Linked DNA regions of Mus musculus: region 1 is linked to region 2. A link is a contact called in public promoter capture Hi-C data. All regions are on one chromosome and are shown on one strand. The core of a region is the stretch at or near the end of the contact, and the rest is flanking DNA. Distances in the headings are between cores, read along the strand shown.

Region 1 (6,188 bases), core at 182-2,681, 270 kb after region 2:
TAGAACCCTGATAACTGGGGAGAAAGGTTCTGAGATTCCAAGTATATCCCAGTAAACAGATTTCTCCAGTTAATGATAACTAAGTTAAGATTAAATCATCATTGTGCATCTAAATGTGTGGAGATGGGCCACTGAGAGGACTCAAACTATAGATATTAAGATATATTGTGGAAACAACCTGTTTCTTACTCTTTCCAGAACAGGTTTTGAAGAGACTTTGTAATGGAGAGCAGAGCAGCAGCAGCGATGTAAAAACTCTTAAGTGTTCTGAGAATCTCATATTTTCTAAGTTTGTTACATACTTTAATGCTAGGCAGTGGTGTCGCACACCTTTAATCCCAGCACTTGGGAGGCAGAGGCAGGCGGATTTCTGAGTTTGAGGCCAGCCTGGTCTACAGAGTGAGTTCCAGGACAGCCAGGGCTACACAGAGAAACCCTGTCTCTAAACAAACAAACAAACAAACAAACAAAAAACAAAATAAAAAAAGAGTGTCTTGACTCAAAAGTAGCAGCCTTCTTTGGGCTGAGTAGAAAAGTCAGTGAGATGTGTCAAGTTGATAGCTCATTTTTAGCCTATCAGCTCAGTTGGTCTTTTTGTTTGTTTGTTTGTTTGTTTTGTTTTTTTTTCTTTTTGTTTTTTTTGTTTTTTTTTTTTTTTTTTTTTTTTTTTTTGTTACTGGTGCTGGGATTGAGCCCTTAGCAATTATCTCAACCCTCCTGCTCTAGACTCTTATCTGTCTCTTTTATCTGCTGAAAGTTGTAAATCGTAAAGATCTGACAAAAGAAATCTGGACAATCTTTTTATCTTGATGCTTTGTAGGACCGGAAGGGAGGAAGCAAGGAAGAAAAAAGAAAAGTAGTACAATTGAGGATTAAACCAAAATCTTAGATGGAGGTGGGGGCTGGGGATGCTGGGAATCCATCCAGGGTCTTGTGCTTGCTTAACAACCTTGGAAACGCAAGACAGTTTTATTCAGCAGAGTAGCAGAAAGCAGGCCTGGCTGACCTTTAACCTAGCACAGTGTTCCTTACCTGGTTTCCTAACTAGAAAGTCTGTCCTAATCCCACCTGACCCTGGCTGCCCACGTCAGGGTCTGATTCAGTTAACTTGTGCCCTTTCCTGCTGCGGAGCAGCCCTGTCATTCCAGGGATGCTTCCCCTCACCTGCCATGCCTGTGCCTTCTCTAACACCGTTCCCTCCCAGTTCCCAGCCGTTTCGTGTGGGCACAGTCCCTAGAGTACAGGAAGCAGAGAGGTCTGCAGCCCTGGAGGGCCTCTCCCACTTCTGCTGAGTGTCATTAGGTCCCACTCCCTTCTCCTTGCTTGGGAGGAGTTTGGTAGTTGGGTGAATCTCTTAATTGTTCTAGTCAGCTGGGAGAGGCACTTGTCTTATATTTTCCTTAGCTATCTACCGAGCCTGGCTAATCATTACAGACCACTAAGGGAGGAGGCAAAGGTCACTTCATTCTGTTGCAGAAGATGAGGGACTTTGCAGGTACCAGTGTTCCAGAACTTCCTTGATAAAAACCTTATGGTTATGAAACTTTCTATAGAAAATTCTTACAATCTAGATGCTTTGCCACATTTTCTTCTATTGTATTACGGGCTTCTTTCTTTGCTAGTCCCAGAAGATTTGAAACATCAGAAGGGCATGACTGGGTTCTGGGGGGGTCAGCAGACCTGTGTTGTATCGATGGTCTGGCCGGTATCTATAGCACCTGATCTCTCTGAAGGTTTTTTCTGGCTTAGTTTGATGCTGTGGGAAGTTCAAATCACATTTTGACAGGTTACTGGGAAGTTATTGTTTCTGAAATGGTGCTTCTTTGCATGAGACAGATGTTCTCAGCCTAAAAAAAAGTGGGGTGCTGGGGCCTGGGAGACCCTGGAGAGATGGCTCATAGCTTAAGAGCACTTCCTGTCCTAACAGAAGAACAGGACTCACTTGACAGCGCCTACATCCGGCATCTAAATCTCTTGTTACTGTAGCTCAGGAGATCTAGCACTCTCTTTAGACCTCTCAGCACACACACACACACACACACACACACACACACACACACGGCATACAGGCGTATATATAAAACAAATAAAATTGAGATTTTTTTTTTAACTTTTTTTTTTTTTTTTTTTGGTTTTTCGAGACAGGGTTTCTCTGTGTAGCCCTGGCTGTCCTAGAACTCACTCTGTAGACCAGGCTGGCCTCGAACTCAAGAGATCCACCTGCTTCTGCCTCCCGAGTGCTGGGATTAAAGGCGTGCGCCACCACGCCCGGCTTTTTTTTTTTTTTTTTTTTTTTACTTTTATTGTATGTATATGATGTTTTGCCTGAGGAGGTCAGAAGAGGGTATCTGTGGATCCTCTAGAACAAAGTTACAGTTGCAGATGGTCATGAGCTACAATGTGGGTGCTGGAAATTAATCCTGGGCCCTCTGGAAAAGCAGTCAATGCTCTTAATTGCTGAGCCATCTCTCTAGCCTCAGAATAAATATTTTTAAAGATTATTTTATGTGTATGAGTGTTTTGCATGTATGTATGTCTGTGCACCACATGGATGCCTGCAGAGGTCAGAAGGGGGCATTTGATCCCCTGGAACTAGAATTACAGACAGTTACGAACCACCATGTAGGTGCTGGTAATCAAACTGTGTTCTCTACAAAAACAGCAAGCAGCAAGTATTCTTGTTTGTTTTGTTTTGTTTTGTTTCAAGACAGGGTTTCAGGCTTTCTCTCTGTAGCCCTGGCTGTCCTGGAACTCACTCTGTTGTAGACCAGGCTGGCCTCGAACTCAGAAATCCGCCCAAGCAGCAAGTATTCTTGTTTGTTTTGTTTTGTTTTGTTTCAAGACAGGGTTTCAGGATTTCTCTGTGTAGCCCTGGCTGTCCTGGAACTCACTCTGTTGTAGACCAGGCTGGCCTCGAACTCAGAAATCCGCCTGCCTCTGCCTCCTAAGTGCTGGGGTTAAAGGTGTGCGCCACCACTGCCCAGTGTAGCAAGTGTTCTTAATCTGTAAGCCACTTCTTGAGCCTCAAAATATTTTACACACACACACACACACACACACCTACCACGTCTATAGGAGGGTTTTTTTGTTTTGGGTTTTTTTGTTTTTTTTGTCTGTTTAGTTGGTTGGTTTTGGTTTTATTGGGGGGGGGTTGTTTTGTTTGAGACACATTTCTCATTTCTCTGTGTAACTCTGACTGTCCTGGAACTCACTCTGTAGATCAGACTGGCCTCAAGCTAACCAAGATCCTACTGACTGCTGGGATTAAATATATGTGCCACCACTGCCTAACTAATAAAGATAATTTTTTTAAAAATGCTTTAAAGAAAAAAAAAATGAAAAGGCTAAAGTACTGTTTAACTGTTGCTGCAATGGACTGCTGTTGTCTCTGCCACTCATGCTGTGGGCTTCAGGCAGGTTACTGGACACTTTTGTTTTTTGATTCCTGTGAAACCATGTGATAACTCCAAGTTCTTAGACCATGAGTGAAAATTTAAATGAGGTGATATCTATAAAGAGTATATAAAAATATTTTCCCAATCTATTATATTCTGTTGAAAACAAGTCTTTGTGTGCACATATGTGTGCTTGCTAGGGATCAGACCCTGGTCGTCATCATGCTAGAAAAGTGTTTCCCGCTGAGCTCTGCACCGTTGCCGCCACACCATGCACACAGTGGTTCTGCTCTGGAGCTGTTCTCCCCGTCACCTGTCCTTGCTCTTGAGTTACTCGGGAAAGGTGGAGGAGAGCCTACAGGAGTCCCTGGGTGGGAGCAGGTCTCCTTACCTTTGGAGGCTCCTGTAGGAGTCCCATTCCTCCCATTCACTACAGGCCTTTATGTCTGATAAAAGTGCCTGTGCAACGGACATCAGCTTTCCTAACACTTGGTTTCTGGAGTTTGTTATACAGGGGCTAGGTCTGGCTTTCCTCTGAATGCTGCTGCCCACTGAAGTGGGAATAGTGGCTGTGATTAGGAAAACCAACTGTTTATAGAGGGTTAGTTGAGTGGGTATTACGTGTTAACCTCATGGCACCCGAGAGAATAACAAGTCAGATCCTTTTAGAATTACATCTGTGCAGATACCCAGTTCTTCCTTCCTTTTTCCCCATTTGCCTTTCTTTAACATATGTATAAAATATGGTTAGTAGATTAAAATACTAGGAGTGAGCAGTGTCTCAGAATGATTGAGGCTGCCCACTGCAGATCTCTCAACTGTTTACACAGAGGTCTGGGTGTTAGTGCATCGATGTAAACACTGCCAAGTGTCCTGCACTTCTGAGAAGACAGGGCTAGCTCCTCTCCCAGATGTTCTGGAATTTGCTGTCCTCCAAGCCAGGTCTCTCATTCTAAGTGCTGTCACTCTGCTGTTGGGTAGATGAGTTACATGGCCCCTGACCTTGTATGTTAAAAATAAACAGGCCTAATAGACTTAGATCCTGATCACCCACAGGGAACCTATCTTATAATACAGATCCCAAAATAACTCATTTCTCACATACATGGCCATTTCTTATAAAATCTCAGGATGACTATACTCAAAACATAAGGATGGTCTCTCTTCATCTTGCAAACATGGCTGCTTTATATGAATGGAAGAGTGGCTCCTGGGAGATTGTCCTCTGAAGGCTTTGTGTACAGCTCTGTCTGCTGTTGCCAGCAGTGGAATGTGGACAGGAGCACCACCCTCACCGATAGGGAGCAGTGGCTCCTGCTCAGATGCAGTGCAGATTAGCAAGAAGACAGTTTGATTTGGCCCAGCTCTGTAGGAGAGAGGAGCCTGTGGGGAGGGAAGGCACGAAAGCACTTGTCCTGGACATCTTAGCTGCCCTTCTCTTAGTTTCCAACAACTACCTCAGGAAAGATTGTACTCTGGTTATTTGTAAGTGCAGGTGGTCGTGTCCGAGTGTTCTCATCAGATCGCATTCTCACTCCAGTCTCGGTGCCATGGGTGAAGAAGGCAAAGAGGAGACAGTTGTGAAACAGAACCATGAGGGATGAGCTTGTGCTCTGCAGGTTGCGTTTCAATGCAGGCGGATCTGGCTCGCATCGCAGGCTTTGGGTTTCCCAGAGAAGGTACAGTTAGTCTTTATTAAGTTTTTGTGATGGGGTGGGAAATTTTGGAGTTTTAATATGCTAGATAGCAGGGAAATCAGTCATGTTTCTGGGGGCAAATTCTATAGATGATTTGCAGACTAGCTCTGTGAGAACTACATCTCTAGGCAGAATGACCTGTGTCAGCATGTTCTCCCAGATGGAAGAATGAGTCATCAAAGTTCTGTTAGCATTAAGAGATTAAGAATTACTCCAGTGTTCAGCATGAAGTTTTATTTAATTTCCGATATAACCTTAGGTAAACAATGCTTAATCTTACATAAGAAAGCGTGGGCTTGTAGTCTGGGTTGCTACTCTGAGAACAGGCAGCTGTAGGACAGCTACGGAGTAACACTGAGGAGTTCTCTGCTCTTCACTGTGTCCCTCCAGTGCAGGTACTGACTGTCTTAATTGCTCACAACACAGTGGGCAGTGCAGGCTCTCGGGTTCCTTGTCCCTGCCTGTTGAGCCAAGATGGCTATTTTGTTGTTAAAATGGAGGTTTAAGTAAAATTGAGGTTGTTCAGTAATGTTTGGGAACTACTTACACAGCCTCAAAATCCTAACACTCCAAGGTATATTCTATTCTATTCTTTTCTCACATTTATGTATGCATGTGAATGCCTGCATGCATCTCTGTGCACTATGTGTAGGCAGTGATGGTAGAGGTCAAAAGAGGGAGTCAGAGCCTCTGGGACTGGAATTACTTGGAGGTGTGAGCCACCTTGCAGGTGCTGGAAATTAAACTTGAATCTTCCAGAAGAGCGGCCAGTGCTTATAATTACTGAATCTTTTATTGTTGTTGTTGTTTTGAGATAAGTTTCTCTGTGTAAAACTAGCTGTCTTGACACTTTCTCTGTAGTAGACAAGGCTTGCATTTGAATTTGAGTAACAGATGGTTGTGAGCAGCCTTTTGGATCTGGGTATTGAATCTTGGGTCCTCTAGAAGAAGAGCAGCCAGTGCTTTTAACCACTGAAAGACCTCTTTGACCCAATCATAGAACTAATCAATCAATTAATTCCTTTCCAAGATTTAGTTAGTTAGTTTATATGAGTACACTGTTGCTGTCTTCAAACACTTAAGAAGAAGCCATCGG
Region 2 (6,408 bases), core at 325-2,824:
CCCAGCACTTGGGAGACAGAGGCAGGCCAGTCTCTGAGTCTGAGGCCATGGAGGCCAGTCTGGTCTTCAGAGTGAGTTCCAGGACAGCTTGGGCTACACAGAGAAACCCTGTGTCGAAAAACTAAGAGTGTGAGAGGAAGAAGGGCCTGTAAAGTAATGGTGAGGCAGGAGGATCAGGAATTTAAAATTATCCTTAGCTACATAGCAAGTTAGAGGCCAGTTGGGCAACATGTGACCCTGTCTCAAAAAAGCAAAGCAAAAACATTTTTTCCCTATAAGTTTTCACTTGAGTGAGGTTTCCTTTAGCTACACTGCACTATTGGGATTATACTTTGCCTCCTGTGCCAGAGGAGCACATAAATTCAGTACTGACATCTGTAGTTTCTAAAAAACAAAAAAACAGCTGGACACTGAATGATGTCTGGTTTAGTCTTCAGTCCAGGACCATTCAGGCTACAGGTATTGGTTATGTACCTTTCAAATTTAATGCTGAATGTAGCAGATTATAAAAAAAATAAAATAAAAGTTAGTACCTTTGGCCTTACAACAGAAAAGGAAAGGGCTGCAGGAATGCAACATTGAATGCTGTCCAGGACAGAGACAGCTGATAGCTGCTTAACATATAAATGCAGCTTAATTTCATACTGGTTTTAGATAATCAATCAATCAATCATTAATTAATTAATTAATTCATGGTTTTTCAAGACAGGGTCTCACTGTGTATTCCTGGCTGTCCTGGAACTAGATCTGCCTCTCTCTGCCTCCCTCTGCCTCTCTCTGCCTCTCTCTGCCTCCTGAGTGCTGGGATTAAAGGTGTGTGCCACCACAGCCCAGCTGATACTTTTTTAAATTAAAGATTTGTTTATGTATTTTATGTATATGGGTATTTTGCCTGCACCAAAAGAGGGCATCAAATTACATGTGAATTACATGAGACTACAGTTATAGATGGTTGTGAGCCACCCTATGGGTGTTGGAAATTGAGCTTTCAACCTTAGCAAGAATACTAGTGCTTTTAACTGGAGACTGGGAGAACCGGTTAGGACAGTCAAGCACATGTCAGTCTGAGGCAGGAGAGTTACAGAGACAAGCAAATAGAGCCTGCAACCAGGAACAGAGATGTGAATTAGGCAGACCAGATCAGAGGGATTGGAACGCAGCAACAATTTCTGTTGGCATCTGAGTGAATGGGGGGAGAGGGAATGGAGTAAGGACTCAGCCAGAACTTGGGGCTGGAAAGCCAGCCTTCTGATTTGTGGCTAAGTTTGCAGTGGGGCAGGACATGGCTGAGCAGGTGTCTTGAGTGCTTGTGTGGTATGTTTCAGTTTTTTGCCCTACTCCCGTTGGTCATACAGCAGAGACTGAAGGAAAGAAAGGACAGATTGGCTTAGAGACATATCACCAATGCTCCTTTAGAAATGTCATTTATGCAAAGTCAGATCAAAACTACAATTTTACATTGTCTTAGCTATCTCATGTGATTCTGTTTTCTCTTGTCTCTCTTTCCAAATACCTGCATGTCCCTAGTCCCTTCCAGCTCCTTTTCTATGTTGTTTACTCACCAAGCCTCAGTTCTGGCTTTTCATCTAATGACCTTTCCTTGGTCAGGCACCTCTCAGGGTGCTCTCTGATGGTGCCAGTCCTGTCCTGTGACATTTCCTGTCATGCTGCACTGGTGAGAAGCTACTGCTGCCTGTGAACTTTGAGAGCACTGGGAGTACTTTTTTTTTTTTAAAGATTTATTAATATATGTAAGTACACTGTAGCTGTTTTCAGACACTCCAGAAGAGGGAGTCAGATCTTGTTGCGGATGGTTGTGAGCCACCATGTGGTTGCTGGGATTTGAACTTTGGACCTTCGGAAGAACAGTCGGGTGTTCTTACCCACCGAGCCATCTCATCAGCCCCTGGGAGTACTTTTAAAGATACCTGAAAGTGCATAATGAGCCAGTGTGAGTGCCTGAGGTAAGATTCCCAGCATCCACTGGAAAGTGGCATGGCAGCTCCTGCCTCTAACTCCAGCTCTTCATGTGTGTGTGTGTGTGTGGGGGGGGGAAGTAGTGAGTGTGTGTGTGTATGAGTAGGAGAGCAGAGGCAGGCAGATCCTGGAGGCTTGCTGGGATTTCATGAAGAGACCTCTCACAGAATAAGGAGGAGAGCAGTGGAGAGTAACACCTGATGTTTATCTCTGGTTTCAGCATGCACACACATGAGCAAGAATTCATCTGTTTACAACCCCTCCACATATTTTAAATTGATAATACAGGAAATCCATACAGCAAGTTTATTTATAGGAGGTGTGCATGTTTGTTTGTTTGTCTATTATGGCTCACTTCAAGATGGATAGCTTATAAAATAAAATAGCATTTGCTTTGCCTAGATTTCATTTTGAAAAAGGAAATTTATGCTTCACTCCTTAGATTAAACAAATTATAAGATGAAGCAACAGTACTTGCTGAGAGAAGGCAGCAGTGCAGACTGTGGGCTGAGTCGGTTATTAAGGGCAGCTCTTGATGATGCGACATTGGAGAAGACCTTAAGCAGGTTGAGGAATCGTGCAGAGATCTGGGGATGGATCATTGCAGGCAGAGGGAAGATCAGTGCTAATGTCTCCAGGTGGGAACTTGCTGCTGTGGTCAAGGAGCGGTAGAAAGAGCAGTAGTACTGACTGAGAAAAAGAGGTAGGGCCAGGGCAGAGGTCCCTGTGGACCACTTTAATCCTTCTGGCTGTCATTCTGCACATAATGGGGAGCTATTAGAAGGTTTCATCAGCTGCCAGGATCACACTTCTAGGTTAAAAAGAGCTCTTTGGCCACTGTGTAGTTATATTGCTGCTGTGAAGAGTGGAAGCTAGGAGACTGCTCTGGAGGTCTTTGTGGTAATCTGGGTGAAGTAGGATGGGGCCTTGGGTTAGGGTGATGGTTGGTAGCATAGAGGCAGCCAAAAGTGGTTGGATTTGGATTTTGTGATTTGTTGTATCCTGAGAAATGAAAGTCTTACTGTCAGTTAAAACTAGCCCAAGGAAAAGTGAATTAGTGTTGAAAATGCCTTTCTGTTAAGAATGTTTTATACATTCTGTATCTTTGAAATCTCTTAGCTTGGGAGTAGAATGAGAAAAGGCAAGGGCCAGGACATTGCTGTATCGTGAATGCATCTGCTATTTAATATTTCTCAGCCTCTGGGCTGTAACCTCTGTAGGGGTCACATATCAGACATTCTGCATATCAGATGTTTACATTATGATTCATAACAGTAGCAAAATTACAGTTTTGAGGATGCAACAAAATATGGTTGATGGTCACCACAAAGTGAGGAGAGCTGTATTAAACTGTAAATTTCTCATTTATAATGGTCATTTCTTTAATGTAAAAGGTCTGTTTGTAGACTATATGATTGCATAAGTAATATGCTGAATTTGGCATTTAGTTTGATTGTGTTCAACTAGACCTGTTTAATACTAACTGTGAAATAGGCTGCAGCAGAAATAAGGAAGGCAGTGGATGCCTGTCTACTGTTATGGAAATCCATTAACAGCTTTGGCTGTGCTTAGCTGCTTCTCATTGTTACGCTTTATGCTTCATTCAAAAGCTGTATGTTAAATGCCATCCACTCTGTAGTGGGTTCTCAAGGCGTTACAAACAGTGAGGTTGTAGTATGAAAAAATGTCTGTTCACCTCACATTAATGATGAAGAGGCTGTTGAAGAGGTCATAGTTTTTCTTGGGTCTGTTCCCCAGATTTAGAATGGATGTAGAGAAAGGCCTTGGGTAATGCTCTTGAGCTTGCAGAACTATACTGGATGCTACGAGCACTTGACTCTGATGTCCGCTGGTTTTTGTTGCCTTAGCTAGAGAGACACATTGAGTTAGCCCAGGTAGTTTATAAAGGGGAGCTGTCAGGAGTGTCAGAAGGTATTCTAGACCATTAAAATGAAGTGATCCTTCCTCCCTTTCACCTCCTTCCTCTTTGTCTTTTCAGAGCTGGTTTTGGGAATGTTTTGGAATGTTAACTTTTGCTGGGCGGTGGTGGCGCACGCCTTTGATCCCAGCACTTGGGAGGCAGAGGCAGGCAGATTTCTGAGTTTGAGGCCAGCCTGGTCTACAAAGTGAGTTCCAGGACAGCCAGGGCTACACAGAGAAACCCTGTCTCGAAAAACCAAAAACCCAAAACCTAGAAAGAAATGTTAACTTTTGGCCCCTTCTCGTTATTTATTATTAAGTCATAATATTAATGGGGGGCGGGCTCAGGGCCTTGTAAGATAGAATTTTTAGAAGCTTCTTTCCTATAGTCGTTTAAAGGTTGAGAATGAAGACTTGGAAACCTTAGTAGCATGCTTTATTAATCTTATGAATACAGTGAATCTCTTTTCAGAAAAATATATGTGCATATCCAATTAAAGTTTTTGTCATTACTTATTAAATAGCTAATGCCTGCCAGACATAGTTTATAGTGTTAAGATATACTAATGACCACAGTGGGGAAGAGGGCTCATGGCTCTGAGCTGGTAGAGGAGTTGATTTTGCAAGTTTGGCAAACTGAGCTTGATCCTCGAAACCACTGAGAGGTTCTGAGAACCAAGTCCACAGAGCTGTTGTTGCTTTGCTCACTTGTGCCTCTGCCCACAGCCTGGCCGGCCATGCACTGGCGGGCAATGGCTGACCTGTTTTTATCTCGTGGAGAGACTGACTCAGAACTCCACAATCTTTCCACCCAGCTTGCTAGGTTCCCACTGGTGGGTCGTTACCGCGTCATCCCATGCTTCAAATCCTCCAGGCCTTTGTGGTGCACATCTGGCAAACCCACGCTTTGTCACTGTGTCTTTCTCTCTCGAACCCAGTGGAGCCTCTGTGTGAAGGAAGACACAACACAAACTTAGTTCAGAACGACAGTAACTCAATCGTTGGGCGTAGCAACTGAAATTCTAATCTTGTAAGCCTTATTAAATCTAAATCCTCCGGTGGTGAATCCTGATGGATCTGCCATTGAAACCAGGAGACACTCCTAGCTACATCTTGTCCTCACGCTATCCTCTTCAAAAAGACCTAACTCTCTCCTGCTTCCTCTTTTCCTCCATCTAACCTGGAAGTCCAGCCTACTTGCACAGTGATTGGCTCCTTTATTCATTAGGGAATTGGTTCACAAGAAGTCATTCCTTGTTGACAGCCCCTCCCAGGAGAGCAGAATTAGCATAAAAAATACAAACAGCACCAGGCCCACCCTTAGCAAGTTGTCCTCTGGCTTTCACATGTGTGCCATGGTACATGAATACCCACACATATATCATATGTACAATAAATAGAATAAAAACCTATTATAAAATAGAGTAAAAAAGTAAACACAAGCTCTGAAGCCTGGGTTGCTGGAGCTTATATTCTGATGGACTTAGTAAGTAAAAAACAATAAGTAAGAATATTATTTAGTGTATAGGGACTTGATAAGCATTATAAAAATAGAGTATATTAGAAAGTTTGGAAATACAAGAAAGGTCTTCTAGAAAGTATAATATTTGTCAAAAGGTGAAATGGTATGGGAGTTGGTCCTGCTTACTTATCAAACAGACAGACAGACAGAAGTGCCCAGTGGGAACGTCCTAAGGAAGGCACAGAGAAGAAAACTCATCACAGCAGAATGAGCACGGAGAAGATTGGTCTATCGGTTTCCAGGTGCCAGCTACCTGTTGTTGTCTCAGGTCTGGAGGCCACAAGTCTGAAATCCAAGTGTCTGCAGAGTTGACTTTATTTGGAGGCCAGGGCAGGCAGGAGTCTGTTCTGTGCTGCTCTGTGGCCTTCTGGCACATCTCTACTTTTGTCTTCCATTTCCTTCTTGTCAGAACATTTACTATTGTGTTTATGGCTCACTCCTGCCAAAGAGGTTCTTATCTTGACATAATTATATGAGCAAGGACAGCGTTTCCAAAATAGGACACACTTACAGGAGGAGTTCAGGGTTAGGACTCTCTTGAAGGTTCAGTATTTGGTCTCTGCCATCTGACTTGTTACAGATACAAAACAGATTCAAAATATAGTATGTACTAGGAAGGTGGTAGGAGCTAGCGGGTAAGATTCTGGTGTCCATGGGGCTATTTTAAGGAACAGGCATGTACTTTGTATTTTAAAAGGAACAGTAGACATAAAGAGAGACTATGTTAATAACAAGCCATGTAAAGAATGCTTGTGGCACATACCAAGGTGGTGGCAGTGTGTTTGGAGAAATGTTTGAATTTTGAATGCATTTAAAAGACAATAAGGATAAATTCTGATGAATTTTTGATGTAGGGAGAGGCAGGAGGGAAGAAGGGTCAAAGATAAGTCTTAGGCTTCAGTATTCAGCTGTTACAAGTCACAGACTGTCATGGGGTGGGCTGCCCTTACATGCCCTTGAACAGGTTTTAATTTTTTTATTTTTAAATT

The links. Capture Hi-C pulls out chosen DNA fragments and counts their contacts.
Region 1: a contact with region 2 is called in a promoter capture Hi-C map of liver. The contact joins two enhancer-like sites. A contact is called at or near these places in 4 of 39 promoter capture datasets (the C10 cell line, cranial neural crest, liver and 1 more), 13 of 115 datasets of contacts at active chromatin or transcription factors (bone marrow-derived macrophages, cardiomyocytes, embryonic forebrain and 7 more) and 3 of 9 other capture datasets (adipose tissue, embryonic stem cells and liver).

What each region holds. Positions count from the first base shown.
Region 1 is chr4:150,571,215-150,577,402 of GRCm38.p6, forward strand. The region is part of intron 12 of Rere (arginine glutamic acid dipeptide (RE) repeats); the gene reads left to right. Among named protein-coding and RNA genes, the nearest start is that of Slc45a1, 78 kb to the right of the region's middle. Within about 2 kb of position 1,432, at least 31 of the 459 cell types and tissues checked have an H3K27ac peak or open chromatin away from gene starts, as enhancers often do. A contact at or near this core is called in liver, where this site is marked.
Region 2 is chr4:150,305,792-150,312,199 of GRCm38.p6, forward strand. The region is part of intron 1 of Rere (arginine glutamic acid dipeptide (RE) repeats); the gene reads left to right. Among named protein-coding and RNA genes, the nearest start is that of Rere, 27 kb to the left of the region's middle. Within about 2 kb of position 1,575, at least 19 of the 459 cell types and tissues checked have an H3K27ac peak or open chromatin away from gene starts, as enhancers often do. A contact at or near this core is called in liver, where this site is marked.